Linked DNA regions of Mus musculus: region 1 is linked to region 2. The links are chromatin contacts, called in public HiChIP or PLAC-seq maps. All regions are on one chromosome and are shown on one strand. The core of a region is the stretch at or near the end of the contact, and the rest is flanking DNA. Distances in the headings are between cores, read along the strand shown.

What was found. HiChIP or PLAC-seq counts read pairs in DNA pulled down with a chosen protein or histone mark.
Region 1: an H3K4me3 HiChIP or PLAC-seq map of craniofacial prominence shows a contact between it and region 2, with 4 times the contacts expected there. The contact joins two enhancer-like sites. A contact is called at or near these places in 2 of 39 promoter capture datasets (3T3-L1-derived adipocytes and frontonasal cranial neural crest), 1 of 15 datasets of contacts at CTCF or cohesin (the NIH/3T3 cell line), 1 of 484 Hi-C or Micro-C datasets (cortical neurons), 2 of 115 datasets of contacts at active chromatin or transcription factors (craniofacial prominence and embryonic limb bud) and 1 of 9 other capture datasets (embryonic stem cells).

The regions. Positions count from the first base shown.
Region 1 is chr12:34,247,055-34,249,754 of GRCm38.p6, reverse strand. Hdac9 (histone deacetylase 9) reads left to right here. Exons shown (of 28, transcript NM_001271386.1): 19 at 1,325-1,432. Among named protein-coding and RNA genes, the nearest start is that of Gm51984, 33 kb to the right of the region's middle. Within about 2 kb of position 1,399, at least 40 of the 459 cell types and tissues checked have an H3K27ac peak or open chromatin away from gene starts, as enhancers often do. A contact at or near this core is called in craniofacial prominence, where this site is marked.
Region 2 is chr12:33,965,127-33,967,826 of GRCm38.p6, reverse strand. No RefSeq gene overlaps it. Among named protein-coding and RNA genes, the nearest start is that of Twist1, 8.8 kb to the right of the region's middle. Within about 2 kb of position 1,271, at least 50 of the 459 cell types and tissues checked have an H3K27ac peak or open chromatin away from gene starts, as enhancers often do. A contact at or near this core is called in craniofacial prominence, where this site is marked.

The DNA of each region.
Region 1 (2,700 bases), core at 150-2,649, 280 kb before region 2:
TCTCATGATTTTTGTTTTTGTTCCTTTGTTTCTTTTATTCCTTATTGACAGCTTGGAGACACAGCTATTTGGAAAGAGGCCAGAACCTCAAGCATCTACTGGATATCTCTGTGTCCAGTACTCCTTGAGAACAATATGATTGTGGTTTTGGTTGTATTGTTGATACCTTGCCATGACTTATTAAGCCAATAATGAGCACAGGAGAAAAGAATAGATAAGTGATATTACTCAGGAAACCTACTAGGGCTTTGTAAATATGCCTTATTTTTATTTATTTCCATTTTTCATGTGACTAGCCCTTTGACTTATTCTCAATTTTTTGAAGCAAAAGCTTGGTTTTATACAGGATATCCTCTTTGGCCCACTCACAAAGGTTTGATATTTATGTTCATAAACATTTAATCTCATTTCTTAAATACTTCCTGTGACTCACACACTCTGAGATCAGAGCTGCCTATCATTTGGTGCTGGTTTTTCAATGTTTTAAAATGCTTTATACATACAATAAGCAACATATATTACAGTTAAAACCACTATGACTGCACGTTTAATATCCTCAATATGTATGTTCTTATTGTGGGTGGGTGGGGGGGGAGAACCAACGACATTTCAAGAGTGAAGGACATACTTCCATGATGGTACTCAAAGACAGAGGCAGCTGTGCATTTTAGGAAATCCAGTTTGCGCTGAAACTAGGCTCTAAACAGTACCCATCCTGAGAAGAATTAAACCTCTCCATCGTGATCCAAGTCCCAGTTCACTCTAGCTAACGTCTTAAGCGAGAAATCTACACAGCCCTTGCATCCTTGGGGCTCAGCTGTGGTTACTACTTCCTGCCCGTGGCCAGCTACTGGTACCTGTCTAAACCTTGTCTTTGGCTCCCGATAAACCTGCAGTCGGAGCAGTGTTCTCTCCCTGCAGCACTTGCAAATCCGATTTTTATGTATAACTAAGTGCTCTTGGTTTTTGCTTTACCTACTGCCAGTGCCTGGTTTCTAGTAGGCCTGTCCCTAAGCCAGATCTGGCCTATGTAATGCTATTTGTAATGAGAAATCTAAACAGGGAATGGCAGTGAGGCATGGCAGGAATGTGTTTCCATTGGAGAACTCAGTGCAGAGAAAAAGTATAAGCAAAGCCATGTCCAGAAGGCCTTTTCAGCTGGCCAGGACGGAAGACTAATGTTTTTGTACATAGGCTTTTACTCTGCCAGCCCTTCCTCACAGATTTGGTTTTTCTTTCTCGTCCCCTCCCCCACCCTCCTTCTCACCCTTCTCTTCTCTTTTCCTTTTCTCTCCTTTTTGGACCCTGCTGCCTGTTTGCTCAGGTGGACAGTGACACCATTTGGAATGAGCTGCACTCGTCCGGTGCTGCACGCATGGCTGTTGGCTGTGTCATTGAGCTGGCTTCCAAAGTGGCCTCAGGAGAGCTGAAGGTGAGGTCTGGGTTGCATTAAGTGTGGGAAGTCTAGAGAAGTTGCTGAAATAGAGATGTTGTTGTTTGGGAAATGGCCCGGGGAGGGGGGGGGCGGGGGGAGGTGAGAGGGGCGCGTAATACGGAGAAGAAGACAGAGGGAGGAGATAACCATTGAGGTATGAGCAGAACTCTGTAAATAGTCGGTGACCGTCCTGCTTGAAGAGCCTTCCTCCTCTCCAGAATGTTCTGTATTCAGATCATACTGGTGTATGGTGTAAGACCATAGAAATGGTAAGCAAAACCGGGGTCCATGTTTAAAATACCATGTTCTCTATGTGTGCGTGCGTACGTGCGTGCGTGCTTGCATGCGTGCATAAAATCTGTCACGCAATCCATACGGTCTCTTTTGAAATGACTTAAAAACTCTGGTTACTGAGTAGTATGTATAAGCTGAAAATACCACCCAGAGAGAGGAGGGGGAGAAAGTCAAATACCAGACGACAACGGAAGGACTGAGAGGAAGAAGGAAATCGTTGATTAGGGGAGCAACGATCCAGAGTATGTTTTTCCATGAAAGAACTTCAAAAATGAGCTATGCTTTATTGTTCTTTTCTTTTATGGTCTCTTCTTTTCTACATCCTATGAAAAGAACAATGTCCAAACCCCAACGTTTCCAGTCTAAACAATTTATAAAAGCCAGAGACCTGACAGACATTGACATTTTATTTGGTATTTTAACAGTGCTATTTAAAGGTCCACCATGTGTGTCTTGAATGTAGCTACCCCAATAAACTTTGTTGGTGCTAACACAGTTTTTAATGCACTAGTTCACACACTTCATAATGTGATCTGCTATGGTGATTGATCTGGTATTTTTAGCAACTCTAAGGCTTGAGGGAAATCTATTATGACCAGCAACATATGCACCTTGTGTTTTGTAAATCTAAGGTAAAATCTAAAAAAAGATTATTTTTCTTCATGTTAAATGAATTTTTTATTCCATTTATGCCAGAATCTTGTGATTTAAAATGTAGGTCAGCATCATAAACTATGGTGTCATCTTTCCCGGGGGTCAGAATTTATAGAAATGAGCTTTGATGAGGAGATTGTGGGGGTTTTGTTGTTTTAAAAGACATGCCTGTGTGCATTTGACAAGATTTAGCCTCTGGACATTAACTGCTCATCTAGGGGATTAATGGGGCCATTAATGAATGTAGCAGTTAATTTTTAGACTTTATCGTTGCAAAAGATAAATGTAAAGGTCAGAAAGATTCAACTTTCTGGGCA
Region 2 (2,700 bases), core at 22-2,521:
GGGACTAGGACACCAGACGCTCAGCCCTCCCCTCACGCGTTCCCGGTGTCCTCAGACAGCTGGCCGGACACTCAGCGCACGAACTGGACCTTCGCCTTCGCCTGCTTTGTGTCAACCAGAGGAAGCAGGTGCGGGACCAGTGGGAGGGAGAAAGAGAACAGAGTTAATCCTAGTGCCCAGGACAGCGACTACTCCTAGACAGAGCACCAGGGTTGACTGAGCTGCGTGCGAAACCCAAATATTCCGGAACGCACACGCCAGGACCGTTTCAACTCCGGCTGAACTCTACCCTCCGCGCATGGTTTGCCCAGAACACTTTGCAGAGATTTGAGTTCTCTGGGAATAAAGATCAGTGAGGGTAAGGGTGGGGGAGGGTAGGAAGAAGAAGAATCTAAGGACAGGACCTGGAAGCGAGACATCTTCTATTTTGCGAGACCCACTCTTTTGTCTCCTCAGAGTTAAATAAAGACTCCATCCATCCTCTTGCCCTGCTGTTTGCCTGGTCAGTCCAGAGTCAAGATCGTGTGGAAATCTCAAACCCGAAACCTGGCTGGCCTCAGAGAACTTGTGAGGCGGAGGCCAGGGGGCAGCGGGGCTGGGGGAGGGGAGAATCAGGAAGGAGAGCACCCCCATTCCCAGCTGGGAGCCCAGGCGCCTGGAAACCACGGGAAGGGGCGGCAGGGACCGCGTGGCAGGAAGCCTACTCGGGGTCGAGATTATTCGACACGTGTCTTTTACTCCTTACCATCCATTTCTTAGGGGTGATTTATGAACGAACCTCTTTGATCAGGGATGGTTTTATCTGTCCACTGCTTCAAGTGACAGATGCGGCTGCCAAAATGCCTGGTCCCTGCTGCCTAAAAGGTTGCACCCCCCACCCCTTCCCAAATGTTGCATTTTTCTCGGGTGTTCTCCAGCTCGGCCTCCTGGCTTTACTCCCCTACTCTCAACCCCGTTTGCTCTCGCAGTTGCAATTCCTCCCGAAGGTTTAAATCAACAAAAACCGTTGGGCCGGGTCAGTGGGAAGCCTTGGCAGGCAGATTTGGGGAACACCATCTGCCTGGTGCTACATTTGTTGCCTTCCCCTGCTAGATACCGGGAAAGTCGGCTTCCAGGTGAAGGTTCCTTCCTTTGTGAAAAGGCAAGAACCTCTAGGCCCAGTCCCACTGGGGCTGGCTTTTGGAGAAATGCAAGCGCTGGAGCAGGAACGGAGATGTAGTGAACAGCCTCAGCCCGCCGGCCAGGCTCCTAACTACAACCGTTTTGGTTTAATTGGGGAAAGAAGGGGCGGCAGGAAGAGGGACGGGATCACGTTACGGACCCTCCTAGTCCCTAATAGGTAAAGGAAAAGCGGAGTCTCTGAAGCAGTTTTTAAGTGTGTGTGTGTGTGTGTGTGTGTGTGTGTGTGTGTGTGTGTGTGTGTTGTTGTTGTTGTTGTTGTTGTTGTTGTTGTTGTATTTCATTAAAATTATATCCTTGAGCAAAGACTTTTTCTTTCAGGTTTCTTCGATTTGTTATTATTCTGACAGGAGTTCTAAAACCAGAGTTTTTCAAGTGAAAGATATTTCTGGAGTTGTCTGCCCCTTATTTGCCCCTCCCCCTCCCTCCACCCAACTGCTCTTGGTATCATTATCCCGTAAGGATTCTTTCTTGTGTTCCTGATTTAGCCTGAGGACATTTAATAGCTGGCTGGATTAAATATTGCAGACTCCTGCCTGGCTATTTGAAAATCCGGGTCGTGGACTGTGTCTAACATCAGAGGAGGAAAACTGATCTATGAGATGTGTTTTAAATTTCACTCAGTCTGCAGAGAAAGAAGGAAGAGGAAGGATTCTTCTCCATCCTGGGTCTCTTTTCTGTGCTACAATACTCAGAAGTTTTAAAAGGTGTGTGTTGATGGGGAGTGGCAAGAGAAGTCAGGGGTGGAATGAAGCAGGAGGCTAACAGAAATCTGTTCAAAGTACAAATGGGATTTACAAGAACATTTTAAAGAATACTGTCAGGGAAGGCAGGACTCTGCCCCCAGGAGTGGATTGCCAGACTGTCTCAGAGCTGTACCCACAGGACTCTAAGGGATCTCGTCTCACTGCTAAATCTGCAGTGGGGAAATGGTTTCCACAAAAGTCCCCAGCCCTTTAAGTTACAGAGTAAAACAGGAGAGGAGGAGGGAGGGAGGGAGGGAGGGAGGGAGAGAGAGAGAGAGAGAGAGAGAGAGAGAGAGAGAGAGAGAGAGGGAGAGAGAGGTTGTATGGTGGTATGTTTTAGAAAATGAAGACCTGGAAGTCCCCCAAAGAAATCTTTATATTGGTGGGGGGTCAAGGGGGGTTCAATCTAATGTTTCCTTGAAGAGCAAGCAAATCCAAGGGGGGGGGGAGGATCTGTTTACAGGGTCAGAATCCAAGATGTTTAGGGGCTATAACCAGATAAGAATATATGCACCCCAAAGCAGTGCACCCTGGTGACATGGTTTAGATAGGATTCAGAAGGTACTGAGACTAAATGCTATGAAAGGACCTGCCTGTTTATCTGGTTATGGGTATTGAAAATTTTGGTTACCCGTTAATGGCATCTCTTTGAATTCTCACTCTCTCAGCTTGGAGGAAATTCTAAGAACAAGATAAACCCTAAAATTGGATTTAATGTTGTGGAAGAAAATTTTACTCTAACTCCTTAAGTTTTTGTTAAAACATAAAGCCCTAC